7 separate regions of the Mus musculus genome follow, and regions 1, 3, 4, 5, 6 and 7 are each linked to region 2. A link is a contact called in public HiCAR-type, HiChIP or PLAC-seq and promoter capture Hi-C data. All regions are on one chromosome and are shown on one strand. The core of a region is the stretch at or near the end of the contact, and the rest is flanking DNA. Distances in the headings are between cores, read along the strand shown. Region 1 holds the start of Ngly1 (N-glycanase 1). Region 2 holds the start of Nr1d2 (nuclear receptor subfamily 1, group D, member 2). Region 3 overlaps Rarb (retinoic acid receptor, beta). Region 4 holds the start of Rarb (retinoic acid receptor, beta). Region 5 overlaps Top2b (topoisomerase (DNA) II beta). Region 6 overlaps Rarb (retinoic acid receptor, beta). Region 7 has its middle 51 kb from the start of Top2b.

What was found. Promoter capture Hi-C pulls out the DNA fragments that hold promoters and counts their contacts. HiCAR-type assays count read pairs that join an accessible place to other places. HiChIP or PLAC-seq counts read pairs in DNA pulled down with a chosen protein or histone mark.
Region 1: a HiCAR-type map of astrocytes shows a contact between it and region 2, with 4 times the contacts expected there. The contact joins the promoter of Ngly1 here to the promoter of Nr1d2 in region 2. A contact is called at or near these places in 16 of 39 promoter capture datasets (the 3T3-L1 cell line, 3T3-L1-derived adipocytes, the C10 cell line and 12 more), 9 of 484 Hi-C or Micro-C datasets (CD8 T cells, the G1E-ER4 cell line, LSK cells and 5 more), 9 of 115 datasets of contacts at active chromatin or transcription factors (acute myeloid leukemia, astrocytes, bone marrow-derived dendritic cells and 5 more) and 3 of 9 other capture datasets (adipose tissue, liver and macrophages).
Region 3: a promoter capture Hi-C map of liver shows a contact between it and region 2, with 5 times the contacts expected there. The contact joins the enhancer-like site here to the promoter of Nr1d2 in region 2. A contact is called at or near these places in 6 of 39 promoter capture datasets (3T3-L1-derived adipocytes, cranial neural crest, frontonasal cranial neural crest and 2 more) and 3 of 115 datasets of contacts at active chromatin or transcription factors (astrocytes, forebrain and stem cell-derived neural progenitor cells).
Region 4: a contact with region 2 is called in a HiCAR-type map of astrocytes, with 3 times the contacts expected there. The contact joins the promoter of Rarb here to the promoter of Nr1d2 in region 2. A contact is called at or near these places in 7 of 39 promoter capture datasets (the 3T3-L1 cell line, cranial neural crest, frontonasal cranial neural crest and 3 more), 4 of 115 datasets of contacts at active chromatin or transcription factors (astrocytes, embryonic stem cells, extraembryonic endoderm stem cells and 1 more) and 1 of 9 other capture datasets (embryonic stem cells).
Region 5: a contact with region 2 is called in an H3K27ac HiChIP or PLAC-seq map of thymic regulatory T cells, with 12 times the contacts expected there. The contact joins the enhancer-like site here to the promoter of Nr1d2 in region 2. A contact is called at or near these places in 9 of 39 promoter capture datasets (the 3T3-L1 cell line, 3T3-L1-derived adipocytes, the HPC-7 cell line and 6 more) and 4 of 115 datasets of contacts at active chromatin or transcription factors (cardiomyocytes, large pre-B cells, pro-B cells and 1 more).
Region 6: a promoter capture Hi-C map of liver shows a contact between it and region 2, with 5 times the contacts expected there. The contact joins the enhancer-like site here to the promoter of Nr1d2 in region 2. A contact is called at or near these places in 7 of 39 promoter capture datasets (the 3T3-L1 cell line, cranial neural crest, embryonic stem cells and 3 more), 6 of 115 datasets of contacts at active chromatin or transcription factors (the NIH/3T3 cell line, embryonic stem cells, epiblast stem cells and 3 more) and 1 of 9 other capture datasets (adipose tissue).
Region 7: a contact with region 2 is called in a HiCAR-type map of embryonic stem cells, with 6 times the contacts expected there. The contact joins the enhancer-like site here to the promoter of Nr1d2 in region 2. A contact is called at or near these places in 5 of 39 promoter capture datasets (the HPC-7 cell line, embryonic stem cells, hippocampal neurons and 1 more) and 4 of 115 datasets of contacts at active chromatin or transcription factors (astrocytes, embryonic stem cells and large pre-B cells).

Annotation. Positions count from the first base shown.
Region 1 is chr14:16,247,576-16,250,681 of GRCm38.p6, reverse strand. Ngly1 (N-glycanase 1) reads right to left here and starts at 1,368. Exons shown (of 12, transcript NM_021504.3): 1 at 1,185-1,368. The coding sequence starts at 1,315. It also overlaps a transcript of Oxsm not described here.
Region 2 is chr14:18,237,839-18,240,697 of GRCm38.p6, reverse strand. It overlaps Nr1d2 (nuclear receptor subfamily 1, group D, member 2), which reads left to right and starts at 1,592. Exons shown (of 8, transcript NM_011584.4): 1 at 1,592-1,887. The coding sequence starts at 1,872.
Region 3 is chr14:16,478,231-16,481,071 of GRCm38.p6, reverse strand. The region is part of intron 3 of Rarb (retinoic acid receptor, beta); the gene reads left to right. Among named protein-coding and RNA genes, the nearest start is that of Rarb, 96 kb to the left of the region's middle. Within about 2 kb of position 1,256, at least 12 of the 459 cell types and tissues checked have an H3K27ac peak or open chromatin away from gene starts, as enhancers often do. A contact at or near this core is called in liver, where this site is marked.
Region 4 is chr14:16,573,602-16,576,747 of GRCm38.p6, reverse strand. It overlaps Rarb (retinoic acid receptor, beta), which reads left to right and starts at 1,272. Exons shown (of 8, transcript NM_011243.2): 1 at 1,272-1,890. The coding sequence starts at 1,734.
Region 5 is chr14:16,378,693-16,381,726 of GRCm38.p6, reverse strand. All of the region lies in intron 1 of Top2b (topoisomerase (DNA) II beta), which reads right to left. Among named protein-coding and RNA genes, the nearest start is that of Top2b, 15 kb to the right of the region's middle. Within about 2 kb of position 1,331, at least 116 of the 459 cell types and tissues checked have an H3K27ac peak or open chromatin away from gene starts, as enhancers often do. A contact at or near this core is called in pro-B cells and thymic regulatory T cells, where this site is marked.
Region 6 is chr14:16,553,672-16,556,454 of GRCm38.p6, reverse strand. All of the region lies in intron 1 of Rarb (retinoic acid receptor, beta), which reads left to right. Among named protein-coding and RNA genes, the nearest start is that of Rarb, 20 kb to the left of the region's middle. Within about 2 kb of position 1,429, at least 91 of the 459 cell types and tissues checked have an H3K27ac peak or open chromatin away from gene starts, as enhancers often do. A contact at or near this core is called in the NIH/3T3 cell line, adipose tissue, extraembryonic endoderm stem cells and 1 more, where this site is marked.
Region 7 is chr14:16,312,568-16,315,490 of GRCm38.p6, reverse strand. No RefSeq gene overlaps it. Among named protein-coding and RNA genes, the nearest start is that of Top2b, 51 kb to the left of the region's middle. Within about 2 kb of position 1,325, at least 64 of the 459 cell types and tissues checked have an H3K27ac peak or open chromatin away from gene starts, as enhancers often do. A contact at or near this core is called in embryonic stem cells, where this site is marked.

The DNA of each region.
Region 1 (3,106 bases), core at 119-2,618, 2.0 Mb after region 2:
AAGGACACTTGTTGAAAACAAACTAAAGGAGCATTTTCTCACATCAACCTGAATCATTTCTCTTACAAACTGCTCTAATTTCCTTTATAAAACAAAAACTCCAAGATCAGAAATGTAAGCCACAGTAAAGGCTGTAAAATGAACCAGTTTCTTTAAGAAATTTAGTAAATATTCATAATGATGGTCATGATCCGAAATAACTGTCTGCATGCAAAGCTATCTTTCAAAGTACTCTGATCTTAGCATCTTTGGTTTCATTGTACTAACAGAATCGAAATGTCTTTACAAATCCATCCTTCTCTTATGTATGGGGGTGGGAGGTTGAAGACTTAAACAATTCAGTATGAAACGCCAGCTGTGGGCTCTGGAGAATCAAGCTTATGAGTTCTTTCAGACACCTTGTACTCTGAGGTGCTGTGAGATCTCAGGGTTAAGCTGAGGTGTCATAAAGGAGGAAGGCCATCTTCACACAAGTCACAATTATGTGCAAGCCCAAATGCTGCATAACATCTGGCATAGAATCACATTATATTCCCTTTTCAAATATATTTTAAATATCACTAATGTCACCTAAATGAAGAATTATGGTTGTGGTGGCACACACCTGTAATCTCAGCTTTTGGTAGGTCGTGACTGGCATGAGTTCTGGGGTACAGATCAAGTTCCATGCCAGTTTGGGGTACAGGACAACACCTCAATGTCTCTAACAACTAACTCTCTAAAGCTGGTCCGCATGAACTGTACAGCCTTTAAACTAAGAATTCCTACAGACTTCGGGTCGGTGTGTTTGTAAGAGCCAGCGCCCAGGGGCTCAACTGAAGTGACCTCCACTGTCTGCCCCTCCGCATCCCTTCCCCACACTCTTTGACCGGAGCGGCCATGGGAGGTGCTGACTCAAACTCCCAGCCAGTTGTGGAAAGTGCTGCACTCAGTACAAAGGTGACTTGACACAAAGTTCGTAACTTAAACTATAAATGTGTCAACCGCCAAACTCGGCGTGAACGTTTAACTGGCACTCGGGCTGAGCCACAGCGCCGGGATCCTGCAGCGAGATGGGACAGCACAGCTGTCAAACTCAGTGACAGCCTCGGCGGGCCCTCGTCGCCCAGCCCGCCCCGCCTCAGGCCCGAGTGTCCGCGGCCCCGCCCGCCTGCGGCCCTCAGGCTCGAGGGCCCCGGCTGCACCTCAGGATGTTGTCGGCGTAGGTGAGCAGCAGCTTGGAGGCCTCCAGAAAGGTCTCCGGGGTGTTCTGGCATAGCTCGGCCACGGCCGGGGACGCAGAGCTCGACGAGCTGCCCAGTGTGGCCGACGCCATGGCTGCGCCGCGGCCTTCGCCACCTCGCGCACCGCGGCCCGCACTGAGCAGGCGCTGAGGAGCGCCTAGGCCGCCGCAGAGGCCTGCGGCCAGAGGGCGGGGCGAGGAGCCGAGGGGCGGGGCGTTCCGGGAGGGGCTAGGGGCGGGGCGAGCCGCGGAGAGGCCGGTTGCGAACGTTGGGGTACGGGGTACAAGGGGCCGAGCCAGTGGAGTAGATCTCGAGCTGTGGTGGCTGCTTGTGTCGGGTAGGGTCCCAGAGATAATTGCACAGCCTTCTTTTTACGGTAGATAAAAGTCTTTTGTGGAAGAAAAGACTCCAGAAGACCGAGCAAGTTTTTGTTATGTCTTTTTTTTGGGGGGTGGGGTGGGGTGGGGGCGGTTATGGGGAAGGGAAAGTGATCATGGTCTGTGGCCTAGGCTGGGCTCACACGGGAATTTACTGCAGTCTTGCCCTTTGGTTACTAGTGTCCGGCTTCAAAAACAGAGCATAGCTCAGAACTCTTCTGGGTTTCTGATTTGTGTATTTTCCGAATTCTGTTGATGAAAACTCAGTTGTTGCTCACAAGGTATGATTCTGATGCAAGGAGCATTTTGGGAGTGTCCTATGGATACTCGCATAAAACCCATATACAATAATAGAATAAAATGAGGAACAAACAAGTAAATAAAGTTTATATACACATTGTATCCTTTGACTCATACTGGCATATCCCTTACCAGTATCCTTAATTTATCTTAGAAAGGGAATCACTAACCTCCTTAGCTGATGCCCTTGTCACTGACATCAACCCTGGAAATTGGCTCCAGCACTGAGCTTCATACTCAGTCCTCATTACTTCTTTTTCTTCTTCAGAAGAGGGTTTCTCTGCATAGTTCTGGGTAAAGTGGAACTCCAGCTATAGATCAGCTTGAACTCAGATCCACCTGATCACTGCCTCCTGAGTACTGGAATTAAAGGCTTGTCTACCACTACCTGGCTTTTTTTTATTACTTTTTAATGTTGAAATGCCACTAAGAGTGCACTTGACCTTGATTTGTAGTCAGGAGTTTTCCATGCTCCACTCACCTTGAATAGCTGGAATTACATATATGAATCACTAGCACGTAGCAGGTACTTGTTGGCTTTGTGTTTTAAAGATATTTACTTATGTGACCTCGTTTGACACTTTATTATCTGTTGTTTTTTAATGTTTCTGGGCAATTTCTTCGGAGAATTTTCAAGAACTTCTGAATATTCATCTGTAAAATATACCTACATTTTTAGCACTTAGGTTTGTAGACCAACTTCAAGAATATTGTTTTCAGCTAGGCATGTTGGCAAATCCCAAAACTTGGAAGGTAGAGGCAGGAGAATCAAATATACATACATACATACATACATACATACATACATACATACATACATACATATATCACTACTACCACCACCACCAAAGACATGAAAGAAGGAGGCAGATGAGGGAAAGGGGGGTTAAAGGGGAGGGCAAAGGTGATGGAAGAGAGATAATGGATGGACTGTGGCCAAAGAACATTGTATATCTATGAGACTTTGAAAGAATAAGTCTTAGAAAGAGAATATTATGTTCAACAAAGTATGTTATTAGCTGTTGTTTAAATTTTTCAGTGGCTAACTACTAGCATTTTTTTTTCTGGTCCATAACAAAGTAATAATTATGTTTGTGGCCCAACTTCAAATGCTGTATTCCCAGCTATTTGCTGTGAGTGTTGACTGATCCTTGTAATCCCAGTATATAAAGGATACAGGCAGGCCAGCTGCTGCAGCCTTGTTAG
Region 2 (2,859 bases), core at 343-2,842:
ACTAGACAGCCCTTTAAGAGCATGACCCACTTGTGATTTTTCTTTCTAGAACGTTTGCATTAACCTCATTTTACTTGAGGTAGATGGTAGTTGATACCCCATATGCAAAGGCAAGCTGCAATAGAAGCTGGGAAACCTGCACTGATATCCTGTGAGGATGATTAAGCCTGGAGGCAAGGAAGTAGAGGACATCTGGGTCAGAGACCTTATGAGACCCGGGCAGAGTTCTTACTCAGCTGAGCAGATTAGGGGAAGACCGTGGAGTTTTTCAGTGTTGAGGCAGAGTCATAGGGTCTATTTACTGTTTTAAAAATAACTGCTGGGGAGAAAAGACTGTTGGAGCCGACTCCAGAGTTGTTGCAGCAGCCCAGGCTAGACCGGATCTAGACTCACAGCCATGGCTCCCACCCCAGATGTGTTTGGGGGGAGAACAGCAGAGGTATTGTGAGGGTAGTCTAGCTCAACTTGCTAAGGATGAAATAGAGTATAAAAAGCAGCGATTTCTCGCCTGTTAGAAACGTTTAAATTGCTGATTTCAGGCTGATTAGCTAACAGAAAAGATTGCTATTGGTGGAAAGTGGGGAAATGTTCACATGTAAACTTGTCTATCTTACGACATGCTCCAACATTCTATACCTAAATATTCCTGGGCAAACTGGGATGCATTTTGCAACGGTCATACCCAAAGCCTAAAATTTCATATAAACTGTCCTATCGGTGCCAATATCTGTTAGCTCATTTAAAATATATACCTTAAAGCACATCTTCCTGGATTCACCTCAAGCACGTATCTAATTTGTTTCCATTTTCAGTTTGCTAGAAAATTTACATGCAAGGTGAAATGCACCAGTCTGTAGTATACTTTTGCTGAGTTCTAAAAATGCATGTACACATCCTAAATGAGAGAGAGGTCAAGGGACATTCCTAACCCGCTGATGGATATGGGAATCCAGAGCTGAGATTTTCGCTGGAAATGTGAATGTGAGGATCACCACAACACAGGTTTATTTAGGTGATGAGCCTGGATAAAACACCTAAGGTGATAGGAAAATGAAGGGTTGACTCCGGAAGCTAGATGTTGAGAGCGTTGGGCAGGAGACGCCAGTCAAGCTCAGAGTCCTGGAAAGCTTGGCGGCAGTAACCATGTGGGACCATGGAGGTGACCAGATTGGCTTGTGCTAGGGAGGAGGGAGCAAACAACCTCTAGCAGCGGGAGATCTGCAGGCAAGGGATAAGCGGCTGCGAGACAGGCTGGGAAGGAGGGAGGGGGGTGAGGTGAAGTGGGCGGGGTCGGTGCTGGGAGGAAGGCCGGGCCCGGCATGGCAGAGGGGCGAGGCTTGAACAGGAGCAACGGGAGGGGACGGGGCCGACGGGCCAAGTCCAGGGAGAGACGTATCCAAACAGAGGGGGCGGAGCCGGGAGAAGGGAAAGTCCAGAGCCAGAGTGTAAGGAATGGAGGGAAAAGGAGAGGGCGTGTCTGGGGAGGGGCTGGTGGGTCCACGGATTGGAAGAAGAGGTCAGGACCGCTCGTTGGGGGCGGAGCCTGTATAGAGGAAGTGGGCGGAGCCAAGGGTAGGAGCGGGAGAGTCGAGGAGAGGAGGAGCGGGCGGCCTGAGGAGGAGGAGCGGGCGGAGTCACCGCACCGCCGGCGGCGGCGGAGGAGGGGGGTGTGCGCGGATCACATGGTCGAGGAGCCCTCCAGGTCAGCTGCCGTGCCCGCTGCCGAGCCCTGCCACAGGAAACTGCTGTGCCGCGCTTGTGCCGTGCGGCCCCCAGGAGCCGCCCGCACCCGGTGCTCATGATGTGGGCCCGCGAGCGCCACCGCCTGCAGTCCCGGGCGGCGCGGTGAGGGCCGCACCCTGTCCAGCGCCATGGAGCTGAACGCAGGTAAATGTAGGAGGGAGGCTCGGGGGTCAGGGATGCGTGTCTGTGCGTCCATCTCGCGTGGGGTTGCTGGGATCCCGCACTCGGGCTCCCCGCGCGCCGGACGCCCCCCTCACATGGCCCTGCCGCACTGGCCACGTGCACGGTGTGTTTACGTTCGGCGGCGCGGGCGCTGGTTGGCTGCGCGGGCGAGTGACGCAGCATTACATAATGCGAGCTGGGTGGTGGCGGGCGGAGACACGTGAGGCCGCGGGGCGACCCACATTACCCGGGGCCGGAGGAACACGTGGGGGCGGTGCCGCGGGGGGAGCCCATAGTCTGCGCGAGGCCCCGCCCCCGGGGCCTCCGCCGTGACGTGGCCTCGGTCCCGGGTCTCCCGCTGTTGCCCACTGCGGGGCCCGCTGCGCATGCGCATCCGCCGCAAGTTCGGCGCTGGTCCCGCCGCAGTGCGCGCGGCAGCCTGCGCGTCCCCGGGTGACCCCGGCAGGGCTGACCTTGCTAGACAGGGAGTGCGTAGGTCGTTCTCGCTCAGAGTCTTGCGGGAGTCGCGCAGCACCTTCCGGATGGACAGCGTGTACAGAGCAATTCGCTTCCAGGGGGACTTAGCCTAGAAGTCCTTTTAAGCATGGAGGGGAGGGGAGGGGCTTTTCTGCTCGCAGCTCGCTCTGATCTGAGGACTGGTGATCTAGGATTTCAGAACCTTACGTAAAACTTTTATTTACGTTAAAAACGTTTTAGCTTCGCGCCCAAGAGTTTGAGGCAGATGGCGGCAGAAAGTAGCAAGCATGGGCTACTGTGTGAGATCCTCACTCAAAATGCCCAAAGAACAAAATAACCCCTTTTGTTTTCAGGACTGACTTTGAACCCCCAAAAGACATGGTCATATAATACCTAACCTTCCTCGCTTCGCTTTAGTCGACCGCAGTGATGACCCTTATACCTGAAGCAAATGAAGTTTTCATTTTGAATATTTTG
Region 3 (2,841 bases), core at 7-2,506, 1.8 Mb after region 2:
TAGTGACAGGGCAGTGAAGGCTGCCAACACATAGTGGCTTTTCAGGCTGGGCATGGTGGCACTCTCAGCAGTTGAGAGCAAGAGGCAGCAAGACCCTGTCTCAGAAACAAAAGTAAGCACATAAAGCAAAATGTGTGTTAGAACGGCGTCCTGATCTCGTGGGGTTCTTGTTGTCAACTTGACAGAAGCTCGTGTATCTGGGAAGAGGGACTCAATTAAAATAAGACTGGCCTCCAGGCAAATCTGGCAGGCATCTCCTTGATTAATCATTGATGTTGGAGGTCCAGGGGTGCTACCCCTAGGGCCTGAGTTGTATAAGAAAACAAGCTTAGCAAGGCAGGGAGCTTGAGTCCGTTAGTGGCACTCCTCGATCACCTCCCTGTCAGTTCCTACCCTGACTTCCCTGGATGACTACAAGCTGTAAGTTTCAAAAAATCTTTCCCTCCCCAACTGTCTTTTCATCAAGCCATGCTATTAACAGCACTGGAGACTCTAACCAAGACACAAGGCTGTTAGCTTATATAGTGGGTTAAAATGAGCAGCAGACATCTTTTCCCTCTGCTGTTCCTTTTCCAAAAAGGACCTAACTCTCTCCTGTTCCTCTCTTCCTCCATCCAACCCGGAAGTCCCACCTACTTGCCCAATGATTGGCTCCTTTATTCATTAGGTGTTCTCTGGTAGTATTACCTGCGTAGATACATACTGAATTCTCAACAGAGGTGACATTCATTATTAATGAAACTTTATAAAACACATGCAACCACATTTCAAACGTTGTGGTTTTTGAAGAGTTCTATGTGTTCAATTTGGGAATAACACTCAATATCTGGTCTTTTTTGAGGAAAGGGGCAGACCAGAGCTGAATACTGAAAAAGGTCCCTGCTTTTCTGTGTCTCCTGGCATCCCCCAGAGGCTCTTTTGAAAGAGGATGCAGAGGTGTCCCCCAGAAGCTGAAATCATACTCCCTGTGCTTGCCAAGAGAGCAAATGAGAATGATAAGGATATGTGTGGGGCTTGGGGAGAAACCAAATACAGCAGATTGGATTTACCACATTAGTGATAGAGGGAGAGAGACGGGAGCACTCTCTGGGCTCAATTTTCCCTAAGGATAGGCTGGTTTGCAACCCACCTGGCTGTTAGCTAGGCTCGGTGACTCTGGGTTACTCAATCTCTCAGGGCTCTGGGTCAGTCATTTTAGAACCTATTTCTCTGGTCTTCTGTTTCTTCACTGATGACTGTGGAAGAGTTCCAAAGTAGAAATCTCTCTGTTGAGTCAGGTCACGTGACTGGGGCAATGTCCAGCTGATGGTCTCACCTGGTGATGAGGTACACAGCCTAAAATTATCCTCTGTGTTTGCTCTCAGGACAAACTCCAGGCAGGTGGCTGCATAGCTTAGCATCTTTTGTTTTGGCCTCTCTAGCGGGAGAACAAACCCCTTCTTCATTTGGTTGATGTAAAGGAAAAATGCATCAGCACATAGAAGACAGCAGGACCCAGAGCAAGCTGACTGGACTCAGCTAAGGGGCAGGGAATAAGTAGGTGAAAGGTCACAGCAGTGACCCACATCCATCCTCACCCTTGCCTCATTCTGCAAGCCTCACCTCATCTGCTGTTTCACCTTAAAATGTCTTCAGTTAGAAGCACAAAGTGAATCTTTGTCCTCTTCACTGCAGCTACGTTCACAGCAGTACACAGACAAGTGAACAAAGATGTGTGTGTGTGTGTGTGTGGTGTGGTAGTAGTAGTAGTAGTAGTAGTAGTAGTAGTAGTAGTAGTAGTACTAATAGTAGTTTCATCCAGCCATAAAGAGTAAAGTTCTGTCATTTTCAGAAAAACTTATACAACTGGACAGTGTTATGTAAAGTGAAATAAAGCCAGACACATAGAAACAAATGGCCTGTTTCCTCTGCAGTGTGGTCTCTAACTTTTACAGAACTACATGAAAGTGAAAGGAAAACTGTTTGGAGGACAAGGACATGCAAGACAGAAGGAAAGACTGCATAGGGTGCAGAGCAGGAGCAAAGCTTGAGAGGCAGGATGGATGTGATTGTGAGTGCATTGTATACATGTATGTGACATGTGTTGTGACATGTATGACACTGTAACAACAAGACCTATAAGCCTGTGTGGATAGTAGGAAACAAACCAGGCAGAAGTAGAGGCATCTAACCTCATTTTAAGGACAAGCACAGAAGCCAAGACTGGCTACACAGTTACCAAACACAGCTGTTTAGAACACTAAGCCAAACCTGGAGCCACAGTGTACAGAGTCCTGGCTCAACCCTGACAACACCTGCCAGGCTCACCTCCCACTGCACAGAGAATTTTAAGTGTAAATGTTGAGAGGACTGAGCAGGTCCAGTTTCCCTGAGGCCTACAGGGACCTTAGATTGCATTCATCACTGCATCCCACACAGTCAGGCTACCACCCAGAAAGGCAAGTGCAAAGTCGTTGTTTCAATAAGTTTGTTACGGGCTGGACAAATGGCTCAGACATTAAGAGCACTGACTGCTCTTCTTAGAGGTCCTGAGTTCAATTTCCAGCAACGACATGTTGGTTCAGAACATCTGTAATAGGATCCAATGCCCTCTTCTGGTGTGTCTGAGGACAACAGTGTGCTCACATACATAAAACAAATAAATAATTAAAAAAAAAACAGGTTTGTTATAGCTAAAAAAGTTAAAATTTAGTCTTAAAAGTCAAGGCGCAGATAGATGTTGCTCTACTGACCAAATGCATTGGAAACTTCTAGAAGAAATGATGCTTCTGAGACCCTTTTGGAGGTCTAAGGGTGAGGCAGGTGAGGTTAAAGGGGAGGTGGATGGGTGATCTAGGTGGG
Region 4 (3,146 bases), core at 23-2,522, 1.7 Mb after region 2:
TACTAACTGCTGAACACTGTAGCCTCAGGAAGGTCTGGGTATCCTTGGCAAAAGTCCCACAGCTAGAAACAGGAGGCTGAGACACTGCTAATATTCCTTTTGTGTGTTTATTGAGAAGTGACAGGTAGTTATTTACGTTCTATGGATGGTATACAGATGAGAAAACTGGGTCCTAGAGAAAATCAGTATTTTCCTAGACACACAGATGGCCAGTGACAGAGTTACTGTTTTCACCAACCAGCAAACCAGAATCTAAAATTCTTTCTCTGTCTCTCTCTCTCTGTCTCTATATCTCTCTCTGTCTCTCTCTGTCTCTATATCTCTCTCTGTCTCTCTCTGTCTCTATATCTCTCTCTGTCTCTCTCTGTCTCTATATCTCTCTCTGTCTGTCTGTCTCTCTCTCTCTCTCTCTCTCTCTCTCTCACACACACACACACACACACACACACACACACACCTCAGTCTCTGTGTTTTGCCTTTCACTTTCTGTGTTTGTGAGAGTGCGATTGGCAATGGGGGGTGGGGGGTGGGGGGTGGGGGGAGGGAGGTGGTGGATAGAAAGAAGAGAAAGGTGAGATTAGGAACAGAGTTTGGTGCAACTAATCTGTGACTGCTCCAGGTGTTTCTGCCTGCAGGGTTTTTAAAGTCTAAGTAGATCCCAGAAGGGACTTTTCTCTCCCCTCCGGAGCTAGGACAATCCCTTCAGCGAGCTCAGCTAAAGCCTGAAAGAGTGAGAAAAAGGGAGGAAATAATAATAATAATAATAATAATAATAATATGAAGAAGGAATAAAAAGACGGCAGGCTTAATGGAAAGTTTCCCGGCCCCAGAGGCTTCCCTCTGCGAGCGGTGGCGGGGCTCCTGATGGGCAGTTCGGGGCTTGCGGAGTGCTTTTACGGGAGTGGAAAGATACCTAAGTTGCAAGGGCTTGGCCAGGAACAGGAGAGCAGAGAGGAATTTCAGAGGCGAGCTGAGGGCGAGGGTCTCCCTGCCAGGGCCGGCCGATGAAAAGGCGCAAACCGCAGCCGCACTCCCGCTCCTCCCTGCGCTCCTGGCATTGTTTGCACGCTGAGCCGTGGGGAGCACCGCGCGGCTGGCCGCGGACTCGCTGGCTGAAGGCTCTTGCAGGGCTGCTGGGAGTTTTTAAGCGCTGTGAGAATCCTGGGAGTTGGTGATGTCAGACTGGTTGGGTCATTTGAAGGTTAGCAGCCCGGGAAGGGTTCACCGAAAGTTCACTCGCATATATTAGGCAATTCAATCTTTCATTCCGTGTGACAGAAGTGGTAGGAAGTGAGCTGCTCCGAGGCAGGAGGGTCTATTCTTTGCCAAAGGGGGGGACCAGAGTTCCCGTGCGCCGCGGCCACAAGACTGGGATGCAGAGGACGCGAGCCACCCGGGCAGGGAGCGTCTGGGCACCGGCGGGGTAGGACCCGCGCGCTCCCGGAGGCCTGCGCGGGCGTCGCCTGGAAGGGAGAACTTGGGATCGGTGCGGGAACCCCCGCCCTGGCTGGATCGGCCGAGCGAGCCTGGAAAATGGTAAATGATCATTTGGATCAATTACAGGCTTTTAGCTGGCTTGTCTGTCATAATTCATGATTCGGGGCTGGGAAAAAGACCAACAGCCTACGTGCCAAAAAAGGGGCAGAGTTTGATGGAGTTCGTGGACTTTTCTGTGCGGCTCGCCTCCACACCTAGAGGATAAGCACTTTTGCAGAGCGCGGTGCGGAGAGATCATGTTTGACTGTATGGATGTTCTGTCAGTGAGTCCCGGGCAGATCCTGGATTTCTACACCGCGAGCCCTTCCTCCTGCATGCTGCAGGAAAAGGCTCTCAAAGCCTGCCTCAGTGGATTCACCCAGGCCGAATGGCAGCACCGGCATACTGCTCAATGTAGGTTTATTATTTTTTTTCCTTTCTTTTACCAAGGAAAAATAAATGTCTCTCTTGCATGCAATAAAGACACTGGAATAAAGTGCAGTGGTGGCAAGACAAAGGGTTTAATGATTTAATGCTGAAGGGGTGTGATAGGCTGCCATGCATATGGATTCCCTCTGCTGAAATTCCCTTGGAGAGGTTTCTTGAAACGCTCCTGCGCCCCTGTTCTCCCTTACCACCCTATTCTTTCTTGAAGATAGGTGTTTTTTGTTTGTTTGTTTGTTTGTTTTTAAATAAGTACGAAAGGAAGGGGAAAAATAGAAGGTGACCACGGACTTTGAACATTCTTCAAGTAGTGCAATCTGATATTCCATGCAATTTGTGTAACGGGTAGAGAGGGGACTTAACTTTGCTGGGATTAGCCACGAGCTCAGTAACACTTCCCCCTTATGTATTTCAACAGTGCAAAGTAATTAAAATATGACATGGTCTCTTCAAGGAATGCAACCGTGTAAAGGCGGTTAATCAGAGTTCATAATGTACCGGGCAGGATGGTGCAAGATGCTGCCTCCCTCGTTCCCTTCACCGAGAAAAGGCAATATGTCTTAGCTGTGACCCCACTGCCATCTCTCCGAGTTACTTTGTTGGTCTAAGAAGTTTCTGTTTTGCTAGGTTACTCCTGGTCACCAACACCCCTCGGGCTGGCCATTCATTATTTCCATACCTTACAATTCAGTCAGGAGCCTGGACTTCAGTTAAAGGAAAAGAAATCTAAATGGGGTAGCCTCGTTTTCAAAAACAATATTGACTGTTTGGTTATCTGATGCTGACATGGTGCTTCAGCTTCATCAGTCAACAGTAGCTCAGCTGCAGGCCTGAGAAATGACCAGGAGTCCTGGGAAATCTTACATAGAGCTGATGGTAGTGGGAGCCTGCAGGATGCTTCGCCACCCTGACAGTGATTTAGATAAATGGCTCATCTATCTATCAAAATGTTTTTAGTACTTGATTTGACAATTCATTGGAGCATTAGCCTGAAAATGACATTTTAAATCCTTGTTTACAAAGCGGTCAAAGTTTAACTGGGAGAAATTGAGTTTTCCTAACAACAAGGTGACTTGTCTAAAGAGAGAGGCAAAAGGCAAAATAGAGGAGGGGCAGGGGCAGCATGTCAGCTGACTCTCTGAAACTTTTTCTTAGGAAAAAGGACAGTAAGAAAAAAAAAAAAAGACTTACTTCTTGGGCCAGCAAATCAACAGGTTTGGAGTTGG
Region 5 (3,034 bases), core at 82-2,581, 1.9 Mb after region 2:
TAGAAGACAAAATTTGTGGATGTATCTGTGAGGATGTTTCAAGAACAGTTTAACAAAAATGGAAAAAAGCTACCCTGACTGTGAGCAGCTTATGTAAAGTAAATACACTAGGAGAAAACAAGGACATCACCAGCACTATGCTTCCTGAATGCACATGTAATATGATCAATCAGCTTGCAGTATGGCCTGGTCCCACAGTTAGAGCCACTCTCACACCTGTCTTCCCCTCTGAACTGCCCAGAGTTACCCCCATTTTGTCCTGGATTTAACTAACATCTCCCAACTGGGAACATTTTCATGTAGCTGCAGCTACCATTTTGGTGGTCCATTGTTTACAAGGTAATTATTGTCTGTTGTAATCAAATGAACTGGACCCTCCACTCTAATCTCTGTCCTCTTCAAGCTTTGTTCTCAGGTATTTTATCACAGCAAAGAGAGAAGTAATAACCTATACAGGTCCTCAGAATAGTTAGCACAAAGATCATAATCACTAAAATCATTCTCTAATTACTTTAAAATGTGAGACATATTAATTCAAAGGAAGGTAATTTTCTATCAATAACTTAGAAAGGCGTCTCAATGCATGTGACTATTGGCATAAAGGTTGCAAACCTATAACAAGCACATAGGGAAAAAAAACTTTCTCATCAAGTTTATAACTCTAAAACATACATCAAAATGAAAATATTTTCAATATTAAGTCAACCTGAAGTCAGTGTCTACATAATTTAGATTTTGAAATTTGCCTTAGGAGTTTTTGCTAAACTGCACTGATAACTGGAGATGGACAGCATCTCAAAACATTTTCAACAAGTTAACCACATTCCTGCACCTTCTTAACAAATGGTTGCCACCACCACCACCCTACCTTCTATCTACTCCCAAATGGATATAAGAGAAAAAGAGGTGAGAATCTAACCTATCAAGTTCAAAGAATTAAACCTTAAAAATCAGAACACATAGTTTAATGTCAACAAGACTGAAGTTTAGGAAACCCCAAACCCCCTTCCCTACTGAAACACAGACTAAACTGTAATAAATGAATCACTCGTCCTTGTAAGAAATCCAGAGACTGCTTAAGAGGTCCTGTCTCTTGAGTGAAAAATACAAAACCACATCCACGCCCAGGAGCCCTCTCTGCAAGGCAGGACGGGAGGAAATGCAACTTCTTTCCCAGAGTTTTCCCTTCAAAGGGAAAGTAGAAGTGCTACCACAGGGACTGTTTGCTGTCTTTCTTGAATCTAGCACTGGCAACAGTAGCTGAACTGAGAACAAAGGAAATCAAAATGATTTAGTCCAGCACCCAGAGTCTGTAGTTCTAAGGATAGACATTAGGTGGAGCTCTAGTACCATGGCTTATTACAGTGTGTGTGAGAGGACACAGTAGGGCAGAGGAGTTGCCCAGACTGTTCCCTAAATAAAGATACAGACAATGCTCTTCCATGAACAAGCCCAGAGACGCTACACCCCTAGAAATGGCTTGCAAAGTCTCGTGACTCTCTGAATGGACTAACTAGCTGCAGAAACCACCCAGACTAGAACCAGACTGTTAAGAAGAGCTAACCCTGAGAGAAAGCAACACAAATAAATAAAAGGGGAAGCACACACACACACACACACACACACACACACACACACACACACAAAACCTTCCAAGGGATAGACTTAAATCTCCATGGGCTGTGGGTGCTCCCATCTGTAATCCTAGAACTTGAGAAATTAAGGCAGAAGGACTGCTATAAATAAAGTTTAGACTAGGCTTAGAGAAGATGTTGAGGGGAGGGGAGAAGAGTGGAGGGAAAGGAGGGGAGGGGACAGGAGAAGACAGGAGAGAAAGAGAAAAGGAAAAAATAATGGTAACAAGAAGATAAAGGAAAGGGAGAGATGGAGGTAAGAAGCAGCTCAGGGAACTGTCCAGATACACAACAAAACCAGAAAATCAGCAAAATAGTAAACAAAATGAGATAAACAGAAAATAAATGAAAAGACTCAAACATTGTTACTAAAACTGAAGAATAACTTAAAATATATGAAGACTCAACTTGGCCAATCACAAGAAAAAATAGTAACTATGAAGAAAGAAATGACAATGACAAAGGAACCACCAAAGAAAGAATTAAGAAAAATTAAAAGAACTTGACTCACAGGCTATCATCAGTCAAACAGAATGTTACACAATGTCTAAAGGAGAAGATAAAAATAGGAAGAACTTTCCAAATATGAGGAGAGAAATTGACAAATTTAAGAAGTTCACAGTCAAGCAAGCACAAACCTAAGGAACCTGTACTAAGATACATAATCAAACTGCCAACGCCATGGATAAGCCATAGGCCCATCCAGGGGGCAATGAGTTCAATTCCCAATCTCATAAAAAAAAAAGTCACGAGGGAGAGAATCCTGACAGCAATACAAGAAAACAATTCTCATATACTAAGGAGTTCTATTAGTTTCCCATCAGTTACTGCACAGATACAGACTAAAACGTTTTTTGTAAACTATTTAAGAATCAAAGAAGAAATCATAAAATAACTTAGGAAATATATGGGGATAAATAAAAGCAAAAAAAAAAAAAAAAGACGTCAAAACTTACAGGATCAAGACAAAGTGGTACCACATTTAAATTTTTAAAATGAAGATGCTGAACCAATAGCATACATTAAGAAACTATGCATAGAACTAAATCTAAAATTAATAGACAGGAGTCTATTAAGATTCAAGTCCCTCAGCCTTACTGTTGCCTCCCTTACAGAAGTTCCTTTGGCATGAGAATAAATTGGAAAAGAGAATGCTTACTAAAAAAAAAAAAAAAAAAGAGTCATCAAATAATATACACTATATACAATTAATACACTGCCTAAAATTCCAGAGGAGAAAGATCAACCAAAGGCCAAGTAACTAGTCATGTAGAGTGTACACATGATGGCTGTAGGAGCAGAAATGAGGAATGCCAGTGACTGAAGTGTTCATACAAGTAGTTAGACTGTATGCTACCTATCATACTTTATCTAGGACTTCATTACCATCTAATCACCAA
Region 6 (2,783 bases), core at 180-2,679, 1.7 Mb after region 2:
CCTAATTTAGAAGTAGAATGTGGAACGGAACCATGTGGCATTCGGATAATCTCTCTGGGAGAACCTTAATGCTGTGGCCACATCAGTCCCATGCTGACCTGACTCCTAGGTTCACTCAGCATGTGTTCTCTCAATGTAGCTCTATCTCCAGTACCTCCAGCCTGATCATTAACATGCAGAAGTGTCAGCCTATTGTGCTTTTTAGGAAAGAACTATTTGAACCTTGTCCTAAGCTGACTTAAGATGTCTCAGAAAACAGACTCACATAGTTCACGTATGTTCCTTGAAGTGGGATGCATGTGATAGAGATGAAATATAGGTGTCATGTTGTTGTGGTCCCTTGTGAAAATATGACATCATTAACTATGGTAAATGTCACTCTCAGGAGTGAGGTCTCCAATCGGTGGTGAGCTCAAACAGGTGGGGAGTCACAAGCAGAACGACAGCCTCTCTCTTTGAGTCCCAGAGCTTGAATCATGCCAGTGTTGGGAAATTATTTTTGTGGATTAAAGAGAGTAGAATGTGTTTGAGCACATGGGAGAGCTCCTGCTCCTTCCCTCCCTATGGTTTTGGTGATGGGCAAGCAAGACTACTGCTTAGTAGACATAGATACTGTTCCTTCAGGGTTCTTCCAGCACTGGTGGGAGCCACAGCCAAATTCATGAGCAAGAACTGAGTTCCTGGGTTATCACAAGCTAATTCCACAAAGCCTACATCTAAGGCTTGAAACACCCCCCGAAGTGGGGACCTGGTGGAGTTCCTGAGCCAACTGGGAGGTGGTGAGGATAGTGAATGGCATTTTTTATGTTATACTATCTAAATATTAATGTGCACAGGAATTACCTGGCTTTTCCTTAGGATGCCCAGATGGTCCAGAGTCTCAGGACAGGCTGGGTCCTGTGCCCTAAAAGACCATCCAGATGAGGGTCAGGAACTGTACTATGGAAAGCAAGACTTTCTTTAGTGACTCAGAAATTAGTCTTTGGCACGGAGCTTTGTCAACCCCTGCCTATGTGCAGCACCTGTTACATGCATGGTCAGAGTAGGAGAGAATCCCACACCCTTTCGCAGCTTCTTTATGGTCAGCGCTGACAGGGAAAGCACACACAGTGTCGGGGTCACGTGCAGGTTACGGAGCCAGGATGCCAAGGTTGGGCTGTGGTTTCCCTTTGCTGCTGCCTCTCTGTGAAGCCTCCTAGGGCTGCGTTACTGGTGGGCCTGCCCTCCTAGAGAACTGTACACTTACAAACCTCCCTTTGAGCCCATGAGCCATCTCCCCAGGCATGGTTGGTGCAGAGTTTTCCGCACACCCCATCCAGGGGTCCCCAGGCCTGCAAATGACATGTTAATAAAAAAGCTCTGCAAGCTCACTCACACAAGCGCACTGTAACAGCCAAATCTGGTTCTAATTACTTGTACTTTAGATGAACTTTGGCGTTTCCTTTGACTTTCTTCTCTATGTATGTGAGCTGAGCCCTGGATTCTCCTGCAGAGAATCCTCAGAAAAGTAGAGGGGGGAAGGGGGGAAGGGAAACAAGATCAGCTCTCTGGTGCCAACAAAATTCAAACCTAACTGCATGTTTTGGCCAAATGCAACTTGCCTCTTGCCCTTGATTAGCTGCAATGATTCCTACCCGCTTACCCGAGAGCTAGGCTCCAAATTCCCCAGGGGCTGTGCAGGAAATGCCTTTTGCTTTACAGCTCCTTTTCCACATAAGTATCAGCTGCCCAGAGGCCGCATTAAAATACTGTCTTAATCAGAAGGTTCTAGTAAAGAGGCAGGCCTTTCATGATGCCTGATGCCTGCCTGCCTGCCTGTCTGCCTCTAATCAAGCTGAACATAGAATCCTGTAATCTGTCAACAGGGTCTAGTGGGCTGTAAATTAGCTCTCACAAAGGCCAAAGAGTCTACTGAGCTCTTAAATGTGTTATCTGCTTCTTAATCTAACCTTTAGAAAAATGCCAAGCACGAAAGGAATTGTCAAGCAGCTATTGTTGGAGACATTCTGTGTGTTTAAACCAAACTCAGGTTTGTTGACAAAGGGACATTTATACTGTTTTCCCAGGTGAGTCCAGCCATTGAGTGCAAAACCCACTATGTTTTGGGGGTTTGTTTTGTTTTAAGGTTTTTCCTCTTTGCTTTGAGACTGAGACAATTCCTACGGTTATGGCAGTGAGTGCTGCCTCTGTGTGGTACTGGTTTTGCTTTTGTACTGGCTCAAGGGGCCAGATCTCACCAGCAACCTAAGTGTGCAGGTGGGATCTCTGCTCTGGGCCCCGCACCTCAGTAGTCTGCCAGTCCTGGTGGGAGAGGGGCAGAACTGACGGTCAGGGTTTGGTCCTTTACACCAACTTGAGGGTATGATTTTGTCTGTTAGAGCGAGTTTCTAGTTTGTGCTTTGGAATGCTCTTTGCTTTCCTCTGTCTCTGTTGTAGAGACCCATTTTGGTTTTGATTGCATTTGGTCTGTTTATGAAAGATGAGGTTGGGAATGGCTTTTCATCACAGACTCGCTGAAAAGTTACAAGCTGATGGCCAGGGCCAGCTCTCCTAACTGTGACGTGCTACTGCTGTAGGCCATACTTTGAGGAACACTGATGAGAAGGAAGGAGGACGGGACAGGAGGATCAAGAGTTCAAAGCCGCCAGGTGGTGGTGGCACACGCCTTTAATCCCAGCACTTGGGAGGCAGAGGCAGGCAAATTTCTGAGTTCGAGGTCAGCCTGGTCCACAGAGTGAGTTTCAGGACAGCCAGGAGTTCACAGAGAAACCCTGTCTCTTGAA
Region 7 (2,923 bases), core at 76-2,575, 1.9 Mb after region 2:
TTTCTAACTATCTTTGCTTAAGCAACTTGCATTTTAAAAAAAAATCTATATTAAATGGCTGAAATATAAACATAAAGCTATAAAGTGAAGATTCTCATAGGGCAGAACACTTCTACGCAGGTAACTCTTATATGGGACTGTGTACAAAAATCCATGATCAAATAAAATGTGGAGTGTATTGGTTTGACTTCGATTTTTACATTTGATCTACACGGAATCAGAATATTTAAGAACATGGGTGCAAATATATTAGAAAAGAGTGACTGGCACGAGATGTCACTGAAGCTGGGGGTTTACAGAGGGAGGGTTGGGGCCTGCAGGGATTCTTGTCCTAGAGAAGGCTTTGCCAGCTGCTCCTACATGGGGGTATAGGCCTGTACAGATACAGGCTTTGCCAGCTGCTCCTACATGGGGGTGTAGGCCTGTACAGATACAGGCTTTGCCAGCTGCTCCTGTTTGGGGTATGGGTCTGTACAGATAGACTACAGCAGCCACCACATATCACTTCTTAACATGCATGCAAAATCCAGATGTTATGTCAAATATCTTCATTTAAAAGTTTCAGTTGAAAAATACTGGAGACAAGCCACCACTGTGAATTGTACACAATGCCCGGAAAGAGGAAGAAAGCTGGGACAACTATGAAGCTAACAGTTGTGGCACAGATCTACAGAAGAAAATTCCTGGAATTTCTAAAGCTTAGGCAGCAGGATCCAGAGTTCAAGGCTAGCTTGGGCTACCACCAACACTGCCTCAAACCCCAATAAAACAAAATAGAAAGGCAAGGTGAGGCTCTTACAGGATTTTATAATGACTATAGTGAAGTGAGAAGAGAGGTAGGCTTGGTTTACATCTTCAAAAAAGAAAAAGGAAGAACTCAAAAGAATATATAAACAGGAAATTAGCAGAAAGCAAAACTAGCTAAGGAAAGTGGCCTCTGAAGTGGCCCCTGCATCTAGTGGCACCTGAGAAATCGACCTCACAGTAAATCTCCAGGGTTTCATATGGCAGGATCGTAAACATGGCACACTTACCATAGTTATCCATTGCTGTGTAACAATCGTTCCATGTCTCTTAAGGCCACTTATTCTCAAGGCTCCGGCACATGCTAGGAATGCAGCAGTGCTGGTCCTGAGTGGCACAGCTCTGACCTGTGCAGCACACTCTCAGGAAGTGCAGCCTCAGAGCCCCTGCGGAAGGGCTAGTCAGTGCTGGCTTTTAGAGTGAAGGGCCATCTCTTCCTTTTCTGGAGTTAGCTGGATTATCCCAGAGTCACAGAGGAGAGCCTTTCCAGAGTCAGCAGGCCTTTAATGACGGACCTCAGAAGATCACAAGCATACATTCATCAGCTGACTGGACACAGAGCCTGCTCTAATTTTGTGTGGAATGGGAACAAGGGACTTCAGAGGCAGGGAACACTGGCTGGCTGCCACCACTGCAATTTAGCTTTTGCAAAAAAGGGAGGACATTGCTGTTCGTTAATACCATTGTTAAGTGTATAGCCACCAAAATATTAAATGCACATATCTTTGCATATATTCTATGTGAAATATGTATAAGGATGTTCTACACAATAAATCTAGCAATAAAAAGAAAACAACAGTCTGTAAATAAAGTGACAGTATAAATTACAAAACAGTGTGGTATAAAATGAGGAGATTAATGACTGGAAATGAACAGATTTCTAAAAGTGTTAATAAAGCTAGCAGAGAGAGGCTGCACATCCATAGAGAAAAAAACCCAAAGATATGAAAGCTGATCTATGCACACAGGTGAAGCCCACAGGAAGTCTTGGGTATCCCACATCAGTAGTCTTGCTGGTCACCTCTGGAAATAGTATAGGGTTGGGGGTGGAGGCAGCAATTTTTATTTTCATGACTATCTTGTTTGAATTTTTAGCTAAAATAACTTTACCAATTGAAGCATTTGTGTAGCTGCCTGCGGCCACGGGAACTGGGTTCCTCTGAAAGGCAGGCTGGGGCTAAAAGAGATCAGATGGTGAGAAAAGAGGCCAAGACAAACCTTTCTGTTCAAAGCCTCTGAAGTTTACTGAGAGTCTGTGTTTATAAAGAGGGTAGGCCCATCCCCTGCCAGCTCAATCTTGGTGCCTGGAGCTAGCCCGTAGGTGATCTACAGGGTGTGTCTCCGGAACAATGTCTCAAGTACCTCTCAGCAGGAAGCAGAGTCTTGGAGAAGAGCAAATAGAGCCATCAAGGTCAGAAGGCTCTACCCTAGGTAATCTCCTTCTCAGTGGCAGCAAGGTCAAAGTCTGGATCAGCCTGCTTCAAGACTACACATTTGAAGACTGATAAGGTAGCTGGAGTAGCAACTCATAGTGTGACATTTCTGTGACATGCCCTGTCAGGCCTTACAGTAGCAGCTATTTAGTTTTTCAAAACTTTCTGGATTACTTATGAATTTCCTGTTAATTAGACTTTGCAGATTTCTAGAGTCTTGGGGATAAAGGTCAAGTGTGGTGGTTCATCCCTGAAATTCTATCATGTGGCAATCTGAGGGAAGAGGATTGTCCCCAGTTTGAGGCCAGCATGAGTTACAGAGACTCTATCTCAGAACTACATAGGCTTTTGAGGGAAGAGCAAATTAAGAAGGAAAATTAAGATCTCATTGTACAGTTAGCTCCCATTTAGCTTTTCAATTTGGTATCTATACATTGGGGATGAGATAAAGTAGTTGTGGCCAATCTAGAGGAAACACCCACGTGTAATAAATCAGCTGGACTTTGTAGTGGCTTAGTCTTCATTTCTTTCAAAAGCATTTAAGGAAGGCATGCTTGAATCTCCTAATTTATACATAAATAAGACCAAAAAAAAAAAAAACCCCAAAACTTCTATTATTATAGACTCTCCAAATTTAGAATAGCTTATATTGAATTAACTGGTTCTAAAAACACTGCTGTTGAGTA